Regions from separate parts of the Mus musculus genome. Here region 2 is linked to region 1. The links are chromatin contacts, called in public promoter capture Hi-C maps. All regions are on one chromosome and are shown on one strand. The core of a region is the stretch at or near the end of the contact, and the rest is flanking DNA. Distances in the headings are between cores, read along the strand shown. Region 1 holds the start of Ampd3 (adenosine monophosphate deaminase 3). Region 2 holds the start of Lyve1 (lymphatic vessel endothelial hyaluronan receptor 1).

Region 1 (7,742 bases), core at 2,858-5,357:
AGTGATTCTTGCTCTTCCAGAGAACCTCAGTTCACCCCCAGCATGTATATTAAGCAACCACTTATAACTCTGACACCCTTAGACAGACAGACAGACAGACAGACAGACAGACAGACACACACACACACACACACACACAGACAGACAGACACACACACATACACACACACATACACACACACATACATACAAATTTGTCCTGTCAAAAGACAATTAGAACAAATCACTCTCACTCCTGGCATTTGGGGAAGGGGATGGTATGTGGGAGAAGTGATCAGAGAGCATCCTGGATCATGGCTCAAAGTCCAACACATTCCGGTCATTTTATCCTCCAACTTTAATGGGATTCTAGGTGGCCTTGGTCTAAACAAAGTGCAGTCTGTAGACTCCAAAAGGGAAGATCTGGAAACACTGTCTTCTCTTACAGGGATTTCCACACAGTTTCTACTAGCATAGCCATGAGAGAAGTCTTGCAATAAAGAAAGATACTTAGCACACTTCACTGGCAATCCCACCATGGGAAAAAATACCTATTAATATCCCGTGTCATCAGAGCTGGGAAACGCCTTCCACTAGGTCTGCAGTTTCCATTTTAGAGAAAGCTGCCATCCTGAGGCCAAGATAAAGGTGTGGGGCCAACTCCACCAGGTCTAGACAGAGCATGGAGGCAGCTCTGCTCTGTTGACAAGGGAGGAACAATGGCTGAGGGTCCCATTGAGCTAAATGGACAGGGACAGCTCTGTCTCAGGAGGACCAGTAATGTTCAGGACCACAGTTTACCTTGAGACTGGCATACTGCTCTTCTCTGTGGCCCACATGCCTCACTGGACTGAGGAGTGCTCATCCCATGCTTAAAGCCTCAGTTCCCTGGGGTGGGGGTGGGGGAGGATTGTGGTGTGTGTGTGTGTTGTACAAGTAGCATGTGTATTCACCGGAACATGTGTGGCCAGAGGTTGATGTCAGTTCCCTCAGTTGCTCTCCACCTTATCTTTCTAAGAGAAGATCTCTTTACTAAGCTGGTCTCTATTCAGCTAGCTTGGCCAGGAGGCCCCAGGATCAGCCTGTCTCATCCACCTAGTGCTGGGGGTTCCTGGAGAACACTGACACACCCACTTCCTCTGTGCATTCTAGGACTCTGAACTGAGGTCTTCAACCTTGAGCAGCAAGCACTTTACCCACTGAACCAACTCCCCAGCTTCCCCATGTCCTTCCCAAACCCTCCTGAGTGGATTTCGGGATGACCTATGATAACAAGACGGGAGGCCTGTATCTCCTACTCCAGAGACCAGGGCGTGTTCGTTTTTATCACTTAATTGTCTGTGTCTGGCATGAAAAGCTGGAATCAAATTATGTCTCATCATGAAACACACCACTCTACTCTCTAAAGGCAAGGCACAGGCTTGCCCAGAGGGGCCCATTTCCTTCTCATTTCTGAGATGTGTGTGACAAGAGTTGGGCACCTGGTAAATATCACGTCCGCACACATCACCTATCTTATTTGTGATTATACCACAGTGCTAAGTACCCAGTACACACACACACACACACACACACACATGTTGAATAGATATTTACATAAGATAACAGAGGAGGGAATGGTCTAAGCAGAGGCCATCTCCTTGTGGTGATCTCGAGAGTCAGCCATGTGTATGGTTAAGCACATAGACTCAAGCCAGACTACCTGGCTTTGAATCCTGTTCCACCACTTATTTATATGGCCTTGGGCAGATGATGAAACTTTCCGTGGTTTTTTATTCCCTATAAAAGAAGAGTAATGGAAATGGCAATGCCATGAGATGCCATGATTAGTCAGGCAGCACATGAGAGTTGTTTAGACTCATCCCTAGCTCAGCATATGTTCTTTGTAGGTATTAGCTGTCAGCATCACTATCTTCTTCATCATTCTGACATCAGATACAAGAGAATCCAGCAGGGAAAACGAATGTGAAGTTTCATCCAGACACTGACTCCTTTTATTTGACATTTATCAAACACCATGGTGGAGCTGGTACTCTCCCAAGTTCCTATGTGGTACAGGGAGACAGAAGCCATATTTAAATGTGAAGCTGCATGGGGGGGGGGGGTCATTTCCTCTATAGTTTGCTTCTTCCTAGGGACTGTGCACATCCTGGACTCCAGCCATCAATCAGCCTGCACCCTCATCAGCTCCTCATACTGTGGATTAAAAGGCAGAGCCATTGTCTCTTCTAGAACTGCAGACAGCACATGGAGGAAATAGGGATTAATATACTTGACAACAGAAACAGGCCACTGAATTGCTTTGGGAAAGAAAAGTATATTCCAACTTAATTCTAAGCCTACATTTCACCTGCCCAAGATACTGCCAAGATCTGGGATTGACTCAGAGGCCATCTGAAGAGGGACTCAGCAAGAGTAAGAACAGGAAAAGCAAACCTTTTATCTCAAAGAACACAATGCTGGTGAGAGCCAGTCCGCCTGTATTCAGGATTTCAGGTTTGAGGCTGGGCTAAGGATGGATAGGCCTGAAAGGTTAGAGTCTCACACCAGCCCACCTAGAGAGGACCAGGTACTACCAGCCTCTTCAGAGCAAGCCAAGTCCCTCCAAGTTGCAACCTGGACAGGCGGACTCCCCCAGTCTGCAGTCAACACTTCCTCTGAGGTGAAGGTGATGATGGAGCTGGAACAGACAGAGGCTCCACGGCTGCCTGCAACTTGGCATTGACTCTTTGTACCTAGGGTACAAAGCATGTCTTCTTAAAGAGGTCCCTGCTCAGCCCACAACTGCTCAGGACCATACTGGGCATACTGCTGTCAGCTTTACTCCAGTAACTTTGCTTATTTCTCACCAGCCACATGCAGTTTGGGGACACTCCCGTTAGAAAACATCTACTAAGGGGCCTCTCAAACTTGCATCACAGGCCTCTGCCAGCCTAGACCAGCCATTAGCAGATCTGCTCTTAAAGCAGCTGCAGGAAGTTCAAGGGCGGAACCAACCTACTACAGCACAAGGGTGTACTCCCAGTGACTTGCCCAGTGACAGGAGGTAAGAAAGGGGTCCTCAAACGGACTCATCATCTGGTCCATACCTCTGCCTCCACCTAGAAGTTCACCCCAGCCCAACACACCCAGTGAGGCTCAGGCACCTAGAAACTTGTCCAGGAGCTCAAAAGCTAGCATGCCCGGTTCCTTTAATTTCCCTAAATCTTGAGATTTTTCTCTAAGCCAGGAACCAGAGGTGCTGCAGGCTCACCAGAGGCCAGGACCCAGGCCACCGCTGGGTAGGGACGGGGAACAGGCTCTGGAGGTGGGAGCTGCGGAGGTTCTGGTCTCTGAGCACAGAGGGGACTGGGCACAGAGCGCCGGCCCAAGGTCAGCGGCGCAGCATCGCGCGCACTCACCGGATTCGGAGGGCAGGGCCATGGGGGCCGGCTGCCGGGCTGGAGCGCAGGTGCCGCGCCGGGCAGGGCGCACAGGGCAGCGGCAGCAGCGCACTGACGCCTGCGCGGCCCGGTACGTGGAGCTGGACCCGACCAGGCCGCGCTTGCAGCCCGTGCCCGCCCCGCAGGAGCCCGCGACTGGTGGGGACCAGGCTGAGCGCTGTGCGGCAGGGCCCGGTGGCGGGGCAGAGAGCCTGTGCAGCGGGATCGCGCACTACCTGGAGGACCCGAAGCTACCCGAGGCGCTGGGCCGCGCTGCCAGCAGGAAACCTAAGCACCCGGGCGCGGCAGCCTCCCTGTCCTCGGCCGGAAGCGAGTCCGGCTCCACCCGGGCTCCGTGGGGCCGCGACACTGTCCCGGGTCAGATGCCAGCAGGGATACCCGCTCTGAGCCTCCCTACCACCAATCTAGCTGCTGCGCCTCGAGGTGTTTGCCCACCTCCTCCTCCCCTCCCAACCAGGACTTTCCCCAAAAAACGAGATTCTAGAGGCATGGTTCCCTCCACGACACTTACTCTTGGTAGCTAAACCGACCAGCAAGCGTTGGTTTTCTCCAGGTGTTGGACCGGTCCCTTGAATCACCTTCCCGCCCCTCCCAACACACACGGGCGCGCGCGTGTACACACACACACACACACACACACACACACACACACACACACACACACACACACACACACACACTTCCTTGCTTCCCAGCCTTCTGCGGTCTAGTTTCTATGCCAGCCCCTCAAAGTCCGGAATGACCTCTGAGTTGCCAAGGCCAGCGGGAGCTTTCTGTGCACCCTTGCTCACCTCTTCCCAGCACTGCAGCCTGCTGACCACGCCTTCCTTCCTGGAACACAGCTCCCAAAGTTAGCACTGGGTGTCTGCCGCCGCTGGCTTCCACAGACTTCCACAGAGTGACCGGTTTCTTAGCCTCCATGGCCTGGTTTTCCATTATGCTGCTCCTGCTCCGAGGAGTCTCGGGATGCCAGCTCCCTGGATCATTTCTGGAGCTAACTCAGAGAATCCAGGCCCATCCAGGTGGTTTTAATGGCCTCCTGCCTGCTGATAAGCTAGTAAACTCTTAGGCCCAGAATACTCTAGAGCGGCAGGTGCATCTCAACCAGAGATTCCTAGGCCCAACTCCTAATTGCCTGCTGGTGGTTTTAGTCTTGACCAGTGACCTCACCCAAGCACCCCCACTTTAAGCCACACTGGGGAGCCACCTTTTGACTTGTGCCTCTTTCACAGAGTTACTGCTACTGTGAGTTTTCATTCACTTCACAGCTGTCTCATTTAAGCACCAAATTTTATTCTTTCTACTTCATAGCCTGATGCTTGCAATCTACATATTTATCAATGATACTCACATGACTGCTAATATACATTACATAGCACACTTAAAATGTTAAAGATGTGATAAAAATGAAGCAATAATTTAAAAATACGACAGGATCTCACTATGCAGCCCTGGCTCACCTGGATTTTGCTATATGGACCCTCCTTCTGCCTCCAGACTGCTGGGATTAAAGGCACATACCATCAACCCAGAAAATTATTTTCCTTTTAATGAATAGTATGCTGCATCTTTTTCTTCTTGCTTTAAAGTTGCCCATGATCGGCTTGGTGAAAGAACCGTGATTAAACTAGTTTGCTAGGCCAGGCTTGGTGGTCCATGCCTTTGATCCCAGCACTCAAGCAGCATACAGCTATCTTTGAGTTTGAGACCGGCCTGGTCTACAAAGCAAGTCCAGGACAGCCAGGGCTCTGTTATACAAAGAAACCCTGTCTAACAGAAAAACAAACAAACAGAAACAGAAACAAAAAGCTAGCTAGTTTGCTGAACCTTAATTTTTTTTAGATTTATTTATGTGCATGAACCTTTTGTTCCCATATATGTCTGTGCATACCTGTGTATTTGGTGCATGAGGAAGTCAAAAGAGGGCATTGTCTCCCCTAGAACTGGAGTTATGAGTGTTATACGTCACCGAGTAGATTCTGGGAATGGAACTTGGATCTTCTGCAAGAACAAGTACTCTTGACTGCTGAGCCATCTCTCCAGGACTCTGGCTGTTGTTATTTGTTTCCTAAGAAGATAGATACCCAAAGATAAACAGAACTCTGTCTCTGCACTTATTAAATTATAATTCTGCTCAAATAGCACCTCCCAATTCTGTAAATGTGAAGGGTCACAGGAAAATGATTTTGTCTGAAATCAATGTTCTCAGTGAGTATTTCGTCAACTATCCTTGCAATTATTTTTAAAATATGTGACATTTTAAATTTGAGATAGTGAATCTGTAAGATTATAAAAAGTATGCTTCTGATGTAGACATCCCTGGTCTAGACTGTCACCTGAAGCCATGTTGACATCTGAGAGCTGTGCAGAGCTGGCCCTGTTTCTCATCAGATGCAGCAACTGGAAGAGCTGGCCCTACCCCTCGCCTGGGCAAAAAGCTGACCAACTCAGCTTCCATCCAGGCCCAGACCCAGTACTTTGAGTTGGCCCACCCCAACATCTACCCCATCTATGAACTGCTAGAACATGTGAAGGGGCCAGTCCTACAGATCCAAAGCTGCAGGATCTCTAAAACACAGGGCCTCAACATAGTATCCAAGAGGAGTCCAGGTGAGGAGCCAGTATCTATAGTGTAGCAGAAGCCAGAGACCTTGAACCAGATCATTTGCAAGTAAAGATGGTGGGCAAAAAGATACAATGTGGTACCCAGTGTGACACATCACAGCTTCCACAGCAAGATGGTTTCTCTTTGTTTGGCTGGTTGGTTTGGTTGTATTCTTTGGGCCAAGTGCAAGGGCAGATATGGAGGGACAGGGAAATAAGTGGGATTGGGGTGCATGGTGTGAAGCCCACAAAGAATCAATAAAAAGTTTGTGGTTTTTTAAGTATGCTTTCAGACACACTTTCAGCAAGCTCCAGCTTCAGTGGTGAGTGTCTCACAAATGAAGGTGGGAGCCATTGAGGAAGACACTGGAAAACCTCTGGCTTTGACACATACGTGCAGATTGTGACAAAGGGGGAAAGTTGACACGTTTCATTTTTCCATTGAACTTATATAGCAGGAACAGTCCAAATGCCACTTTCTATGGAAATTCCTGTCGTATGATTCATTTATTAAAATATCTCCTTTAAAAAAAAAATCCCCTTTACTTGAAAGACATTGTGTGAGTGTGTGTGTGTGTGTGTGTGTGTGTGTGTATTCCTTCTACATAATAGGATATATATTCCCCTTTGTTAAAAAGACACATCTGTAAATTCCATAGCCATCAAGTTCTTGGCCCTGAGATGGTCACTGAGTTTCTGAGCAGTAGCCAAGATTCCCTGTGTCCCCAGCACTGTGTTATAAAGTGCTGTAAAGCCCCCAGCATGTTTTAGGGGTATTTCTTAATCATGTTACTGACATGCTGTGTCATGTTCTCCCTTCCACTTTATTGTGGCAGCTGGTCAAGAAGAGAGTGAGTGATGGGTCCCAAGCAGCAAGCACTCTTCAGCTGTAAATCAGGCAGGGTCAACGGTGGACTGGCGGGCCTCACCATGAGCTAAGTTGACCACTGTTGTGAACACGTTCTTATTTTAGTAGACAGGATTTCACAAATGTTAGCATCAGGAAGCTTGGCATCTTCTGGGCAATCAGGTTCTCCCAACAATTGTGGACTGCCCTGGATCTGCCCAGGAATGGCTCTTTCAACAGCAAGACATGGAAGGAACAGGGGCTCAGGATTCCTTAACTCCCATGGTAGATTCATAGAATGAAGGTGCCATTCCCTTTACCAGGCTCCTGTGGATATCCCCAATGCAATGGGCATGCAGATGCCCTTGTAAACTAAATGCAGCACAGAACAAAATCATATCCTGAATCTGTTAAATGTATCGGCGGGGAGTAGGACTGGGAAAGGTTATAGGGATGGGCGTAACAGGGAGAAAGAAACATGGTGTACTAATTAGGTTTGTCAACCTGACAGAAACCTAGAAAGAGGGACTTATGATGCCTTCCTTAGACTGGGCTGGAAACAAGTCTAGGGGGCATTTTCTCTATTAATGATTGATGGGAAAGCCTTACCTACTGTGGGTGGTGCTACCCCTGGCTGGTGATCCTGGATGCTATAAGAAGCCAGGCTGAGCAAGTCATAAGAAGCAATCCAATAAGCAACATTCCGCCGGGCAGTGGTGGCACACGCCTTTAATCCCAGCACTGGGGAGGCAGAGGCAGGAGGATTTCTGAGTTCGAGGCCAGCCTGGTCTACAAAGTGAGTTCCAGGACACCCAGGGCTATACAGAGAAACCCTGTCTCGAAAAAAAAAAAAAACAAAACAAACAAAC
Region 2 (7,742 bases), core at 3,680-6,179, 95 kb before region 1:
GCTTTTCCTACAGTCCAGGATCCCATCCCAAGCAATGGCACAATCCACAGTGGGCAGGTCTTCTCACCTCAATGAACCTAATCTAGATAATCCGCTGAAGGCATGCCAGAGGCTCATCTCTTAGAGTCCAGGGCCTAGGTGATGCTAGATTGGATCCATTTGACAATGGCCATTCTCCAGCTCCTAGAGCTTCTGGCTGTGAGATACAACTCTTGCTAATGTGTTACATTTTATGGGACTGTTAGCCCTAAGATAGAGCATCCAGTTCTTTTCTTGTGAGAGCCAGTGCTTTCCTTATGCCCTCTCAGCCCTGGGGACTGAACTCAGTTTTAAGACTCAGTAAGAAGCGCTTTTACCTACGGAATCACCTCAACAGTCCCCCAGACCTTGTTTATTTGTTTTATTTGGAGATATGTTGTTCTCGCTTTGTGCCAGACTGACCCTGAGCTCGTGCTCCTCCTGCCTCTCCCCTGTGAGTGATGGGATTACAGGCGTGCATGACCACATTCAGTTTAAGAAGAGATTCATTTGGTTCACAGTGCTGAAGATTCAAGGTCATGGTACCATTGTCAGTTTAGTTCTGACAAGGAATTCCTGGTGAAGGGCAAATGGTAGTGACGGGAGTGGGTGTTGGAGCTGGCAGTCACGTGTCAAAGCTAAAAGCAGAGAGGAAGGGGTTGACCAGGTTAGGCTTGCTCCGTATATAACAACCCTTTCACAAGAACTCCCAAAAGAACTGCACAAGAAAAACTCCCCACTTAGACCTCTCTTCCTAACATGATACCGCTCTGGAGACCCAGCATTTAACCATATTGGACTCTTGAATAACACGCAAACTGCATCCCATCCACAGCAATGATTTTCATTATGCCATTTCTCTGACATTACTGGACCACTTAAGCGTGGCGATTGCTGTGACTTCCATTCTTCCCCTTGATGAGTGGGAAATTTCATTGAGACCATCCAGATCCTGCTTCACCAATACCTATAGGGAGTGGTATACAACCTCTTAAATCCATAGGTCACCAGACTACAAATTGCCACAGCTATACTTAGTGGTCTGAATGAGAATGGCCTCCATAGGCTTATCTGTTTGAATACTTGGTCACCAGTTGGGTGGAACTGTTTAGGAAGGATTAGAAGGTATGGTCTCATTGAAGAAGGTATATCAATAGGGGCAAGCTTTGAGGTTTCAAAAGACCCATGGCATTCCAGTTAGCTGTCTCTGCCTCATGCCTATGGGTCAGGATGCAGACTCTCAGCTATGACTCCAGCACCATGCTCCCTGCCACAATGGTCATGGACTCACCATCTGAAACTGTAAGCTCCCATTAGATGTTTTCTTTTCTAAGTTGCTTTGATTGTGGCTTATCATAGAAATTGAAAAATAAAATAGAGGATAACTCAGAGATCATGGACTCTGTGCAGCCTAGGACCTTGAGTGGCCTCCCTTGTGTTCTGCAAGAGGGAGAAATAGTGAGCTTAATATTGGCTGACTAAGTAGGGACACTCAAGCACAGGCCATCCTATGTTCACAAACTCATTTTCCTTTTTCCCTCTCAGAGTACATAACTGGATTAAAACTCCTTGATCAGGTTAGATGGGAACATGTGACTAAGTTCTGATTGCTCAACTGTAAACAGGAGTGACACACCCCAGGCTTGGCCTTGAAAGCGTTCTTCAGCACCATTGTCAGCGTTCTGGTTGCTGGTCCAGGAAGAGAGCTCTAGAGATACTAGAAGACAGGCAGAAGCACCCTCTCTCTCTCTGAGTAAATGGTGCTGTGGAGTCCTCAGTATTCCCACCCACTATTCCCACCATCATCTCCTGTCAGCCATCGGAACACCTCATAGACTTTTCAAACAAGCCATTGAGTTGTGGGGTTGTTAGTTACAGCAGTCAGAATACAGTAAGTAATACATTTGTCCACCTGTGTATTTCTTAGAAATAAGCCTTATCCAGGTCCATAGAACTACTGTTATTTTTAAGTTCCTGTAACTCCATTGTTTGCCAGGCAATGAAAATTGAGGCCCGGAGAATTTAAGTGCTCTTAAAATACGCTCCAGGACACGTGGATTATTAGTGTTGGAATTTGAACTCAAATATGGGCATCATCCTCCGCCCAGTTTATGGCCTCTGCTTCAGGCCCTCCCTTGAGTTCCTGCCCTGATTTCCCTCAGTGATGGATTAAGACCTGAAAATGTAAGATGAAATAAACCCGTTCCTCATCAAGTTGCTTACTCTCAGAGTCTTATCACAGAAACAGAAAAGGAAACTAGAGTGGATCTTTGTAGCAACGCTTACCACACAGAGAGGCACAGAAACTGATGTGGGATATATTCATATATTATTCATATATTCATATAATATTTATATAGATGTGTGTAATATAGTGATACATAATGTATATGTAATATTTGGAGAGGCAGTGAAGTCCAGTCACCTGCCTTGAACAGAGAAGCTCCTTTTAAAGACTCTTCGCTGCTCAGAATGCTAAGACTAGGCTGCTGCTGCGTGCTTAGCCCTAATCAGAGTGTTTATACCATTCCTCGCCCATCCCCCCACCCCGAGACTCAAGGAGTATAGGCAGGAGCGAAGGCAGAAAGAACATAAGAACCCTAGTTAGAAAGAGAGCTGTGAGACCCTGTCCTTTGTGCATGATGAAGCTCAGCAGCTGTGGTCACGTGGGCCAGGATTCCACGCGTTCCATCCCAGCCAGGGAAGGCTGCTCAGGAGCAGCTATTGGCAGTTAATGGCTGCCAGAGGAGAAGTCGTCATTTTCCTTCAGAAGTTAGCCACTACGAAGTTGTCCATGGTACAGCAAACAGCTCTCTTCCATGCACATGTGAACAACCTTAATTAAACTCAGTGGGCTTTAGGAAAAGATGTGAGCATAGGGAGGAGACATGCTGTGAAGAAGGAGTTGAGGAGCAGGAAGGAGCTAAGAAGAGAAGGAAATGGGGTGAATATTATCGAACATATTATCTACATGTATAAAATTCTTATTTTTTAGTAAAAAGGTCTAGGCCAGCTTTGGTTACATCAGAAGAGCCTCTCTTGACAGCAATATTTATTCCCAGTCATATTCTAACAGTGGCTAAACTTCTCTCACACGGTCATGAACAACTTGTTTCTTTACTTTGGAAACTCACCACTTAGCCCTGGTACAATCATTCAGACCTCTTTTATCTAAGAAGCCCGTCTGTCCTTTTGTTTATAAAAGCTAATGAGGTCTCATTTCTCCTAAGTTATTTCTCACACGCTTTGCCTTCTACAGCTAATTCTCCCCTTTCTGCCATCTTCTCCCCCTTCTTAGGATGATTTATTCTTTCTGTCATGATGCTAAGCATCAAGGATGATTTTTAAAGGACATGATTCCTACCTCTTTTTCTGGAACTACAGTGCTAGAGTCACATGTTCTAATGCACTCCCCAGGGCTTGTGTGCAAACACATTTACATCAGAGATATTCAGGGGCTATTTCCTTGCTTGCCTAGAAACTCTCAGTGTTTGTGAAGAATAGAGTCTCATTACTGGCATTTTTTGCACATGTATCTACGTCTGTACCAGTACAATTAAGTAATTATCCATGTGATTCGAGTGTTGAATTAAATAGGCAACACTGGGCAAATGGCTCAGTATTTAAAATTAAGTTCTGTTCTTGCAGAGGACCTGAGTTCAGTTCCCAGCATCCATGTTAGGCAGCTCATAACTATGTGTAACCCCAGCTCTTTAGGGTCTGATACCCTCTTTTGGTCTCCTGGGTATTTGCACTCATGTACACATAGCCACATATGGACACACACACACACACACACACACACACACACACACACACACACTACCACTCCCATAAAGGACACTTACTTTTGAGGAAAACTCACAGCCCTTTGCTCCAGGCGTTACTCCAGAGCTCCAACTGTAATTATTGAAGAAGAACCACTGAAAACCCCGCTTGGAGATACAGAGTGCATTCTGATTTAACACAGTGTGGCTGTCTGTCATATGTGTCACATGAAGACGTTGGAGTCTAAGATGAATTCCACCAGCACCCAGCGAAAAGTAACTGTGGGAACTGTGACACAATAATCCCTGTGGTGATCACTGTTACACAAATCAAAACTCCTTTTGTAAGGTGCAAAGTGTCTAATTTTTTTAAAAAAATAAATGGTTTGTTACTTATGTTTTATAACTGTGAATTTTAAAAATGATTTATTAATCTGTATGCATACTTGTGAGTGGGTATGTGCAATGAGCGTGGGTGTCTGCAGAAATTAGAAGATGGCATAAATCCCCTGGGGTTGGAATTCCAGGTGGTTATGAGCTGCCCAGTGTGGGTTCTGGGATCCAAACTCAGGCCCTCTGGAAGGGCAGCCCATGCTCTGAACTGTTAAGCCACTGTTTCAGCTCCAGATAAGACTTTTATGAGTCTTGTCTCTCTGAAAAATGAATCTCCTAGCAATGTTGATCTGTCCCGTGTATGTAAGAAGTTCCAAAGGAAGGAGTGGTGCTTTTATGAGCAGTCACTATCCTAAGCCTCACTATTATTTCCTTACACATTACAAGGCAATGCATCTGAGAGGTGGTGGGCACTGCTTGTACAAAGGAAAAGAAACACAATCCATCTTCAGTCTCTTAGCGGCAGAGCCAGTCACGGGCGGACATGAATGAATGGGCTCCGCAAAGCATCACACTGGAGAGTGTGGGAACTGAGTCCACAGGGGAATATGGGAACTGGGGAAATCTTCAGCAGCTGACACAGTGCTATCTGCCTTCCTCACCCGTGTGCTTTCTGAGTCAGCATTAGCTAAATGTTCCAGAAAGCCATCCACAAAGTACAGCCTGGGCGTTCAAGGGATGTCATTCATTTCCTCCAGTGATTTTGACAAATCAGAAGCTTGAAAGCAGGGAAATCCTCAGCCTATTTCCAGAACTCTCCATCCAGCTTGGTGATTGAACATCTGTCTCCCTTACTGCGGGTGGCCAGCCACAGTGCCCCGGAGGGATCTGCACAATGCTCCAGCACACTAGCCTGGTGTTACTCCTCGCCTCTATTTGGACCACTAGGCACCCAGTCCAAGGTGCCGACCTCGTGCAAGGTAGGTGTCTTACCAGGTTTCTACACGGAGGCTACACAAGGGCTTGGGAAGCGTCCAAGGCTCCCCCTGCTCTTGACCATGGACTGTTGGGAATGGAGGAGACTTGTGAGGTTATCAGATTGAGTGGATCTTATTGCTTACCCAAAGAGGTTTGACTGCACTGCAGACTCTCCAAATGACTCACACTCACCTTGACATCACTTAGAATTTTATTTGGGGTTATGGAAAGTTTTTAACGATAATAATTTGACTTTTTTTAAAAATGAGAAGTCATTTGTTTTTAAAGGATTTTATTCAAGGAGCAAACCAAGGTTATGAACATTGAAAGCAGTCATCAAGTCCAAGGAAAAATGGGTATATTTTATTAAATCCTGCCCACTTTATACTACTCTGTTAATATAATTGCTTTAATCGCAAGGATATTCTGCCACTAGAGGAATGCAATGTTTTAATCTGCAGTAACTTTAATCTGCAGGGAATTAACTGACAATTTGGGTTTAAATGTTTCCCATCAGCAGCTGTGAAGGGAGGGACTCCAGTTGCTTCTGTGTTTGTGGGCTGCGTTCATGGAGACCTCATTTGGCATAGTAGGAAAAACGCTGAAATCACAAACCACTTATTACTGTCCTGGGCAAGTGAAGTAACAGGTTCATTAAAGAGAACCCTTCTGCTGAAGATGCCCTGAAACAGGAGACATATCAGGATCAGATGTTCGGAGTTGATTCATATATTGCTGGATTTGACTTTTATGAGAGATTAGAGTAGATGATTATGCCTCCTCCCCCCCACCAATACCAGAACTGTCACTTTAAAATAAACCTGGTCCTCTTAGCAATGCCATCAGGAGGCCATACACACAACAAACACACACACACACACACACACACACACACACACACACACACACACACACCCCACAGTCCACAGTGCTACAATTACACCAATTATTTTGGAAGGTTTTTTTGTTTGTTTGTTTGTTTGTTTGTTTGTTATGCTTTGGGGTTTTTTTTTGGCGGGGGGGGGGGGTCTCTTGTAGCCCAGGCTAGCCATACGTTCACTATGTAGCTGAAAGTGATCTTGAAGTGATCCTTTCTTCCTTCACACAGTAGATGTAGGGATTACAAGAGTGTCGTGTTCAGTCCCACGCTGTGACAAAGCATGAATTTCAGGCTTTGTGCCTGCTAGACAGGTACTCCAAACTGAGCCACATCCCTCGCTCTTAGACCCCTGCCACACTATTTGCTTCCTCCTCAACAATGGCATTTTGTTTCCTAAGGAAATTAAGTTCTTGCAAAGAGTAGAAAGTTACCATCATCCAGCTGGCCTCAGTGGTGCTGAGGTGAGCAGTGGGTGCAGACAGGAACTTCTTAAAAGGCTTGTTACAGAGAGAGTCAGAATGGAGCGTGTGTAGAGTCGCACTGACTCCTCTGTCAGAAAACATTTCCTATGTGGGAAAAAACAGTCTCCGTGCATCCAAGGGGTTCGTCTAAGGCCCCGCAGGTAGACGATCCTAACACTTGGTATTGCCTCCGCCCTATCAGACTCCCAAGAGCACGCTGTTCCCGTGATCTGTGACATTTTCTAAGTCTTATAGAACGTGTAGCCTTGGATTCCAGCTTGATATTAGAATTTCTAGATGAAATCAGAAAGCATGAAATTTGTATGTTTGACTGATTTGCACGGATTAGAGTTCTGCTAGGGACAAGCTACCTAATTTACTTCCAACTACAGGGCCTCACAAGGTGCAACTTCACAGATGAAAGCCCTAACTTGTCCCCAAAGTCCCAACAGCTACTCAACAGCAGGAGAGGCATGACGTTTTTCTCAGAGGCTTGGGAACTTGAGATGAACTTTCATAGACAAAGCTCAACAGATGAGAGAGGGAGGGAGGGAGAGGGAGGGAATGAGAGAATCTCACAAGAAAATTTCCCAATGTTTTAAGTAAGTTTACTATTTTGAACCACTAGACTAAAAGTTTGTGTGGTCCATAGGCCAAAGGCTGGGTATCCCTGCTAGAGTCTTGCATAGCCACTATTTACAAGGCTAAAATGCCTTTTTAAAGTAGATTTTCATAATAAAGCCCAGCAGAAGTAAGGTAATATAAGGGATATAATACATGGTAATTTTACATAGATCTATAAGTTCCAGGGAAGTGTGTCAAAAGAGCTCCCAAATCCAGTAGATTTTGAGAAAAATATTCTGACAAGTACCATTGCCTCCGCCTTCCCAAGATCAGTCTTTGGTAGATAACATCAGAATGTTCTGAAGCCCAAAGGACGCTATTATCTATTAGTACCTAGTATGTGGCAGATGCTAAGCCCTGCTAGAACTCACTCCTGTAACTCCTGCTACCCTCTGCCCAGTGGATCATTACTCTCTCTATTCCAAATAAGGAAATGGGCTCAAAAAGATAACGTAACAAAGTTGCAAGGTCTCAGAGTTACAGAGAGCAGGTGATAGCCAAGCCCGCCCTGATGTTGAAACTCAACTTCCTTTATTTAGTTTCCCTGCCCTGCAAGATTTCCTGCAGGCTCCTCCAGGAATTTCTGAGTAAGCCTGTCCTCCAATGGCCAGAAAGGACCTGAAACGGAGAACTCACATTCTCTTCTAGCAAGTATACGCCTCTTTCAAAACAGAGACACAT

Evidence for each region. Capture Hi-C pulls out chosen DNA fragments and counts their contacts.
Region 2: a promoter capture Hi-C map of adipose tissue shows a contact between it and region 1. The contact joins the promoter of Lyve1 here to the promoter of Ampd3 in region 1. A contact is called at or near these places in 6 of 39 promoter capture datasets (embryonic stem cells, hippocampal neurons, liver and 3 more), 1 of 115 datasets of contacts at active chromatin or transcription factors (pancreatic cancer cells) and 1 of 9 other capture datasets (adipose tissue).

What each region holds. Positions count from the first base shown.
Region 1 is chr7:110,764,571-110,772,312 of GRCm38.p6, reverse strand. It overlaps Ampd3 (adenosine monophosphate deaminase 3), which reads right to left and starts at 4,107. Exons shown (of 15, transcript NM_001276301.1): 1 at 3,934-4,107. It also overlaps B430319F04Rik.
Region 2 is chr7:110,860,140-110,867,881 of GRCm38.p6, reverse strand. Lyve1 (lymphatic vessel endothelial hyaluronan receptor 1) reads left to right here and starts at 4,929. Exons shown (of 6, transcript NM_053247.4): 1 at 4,929-5,098. The coding sequence starts at 5,014.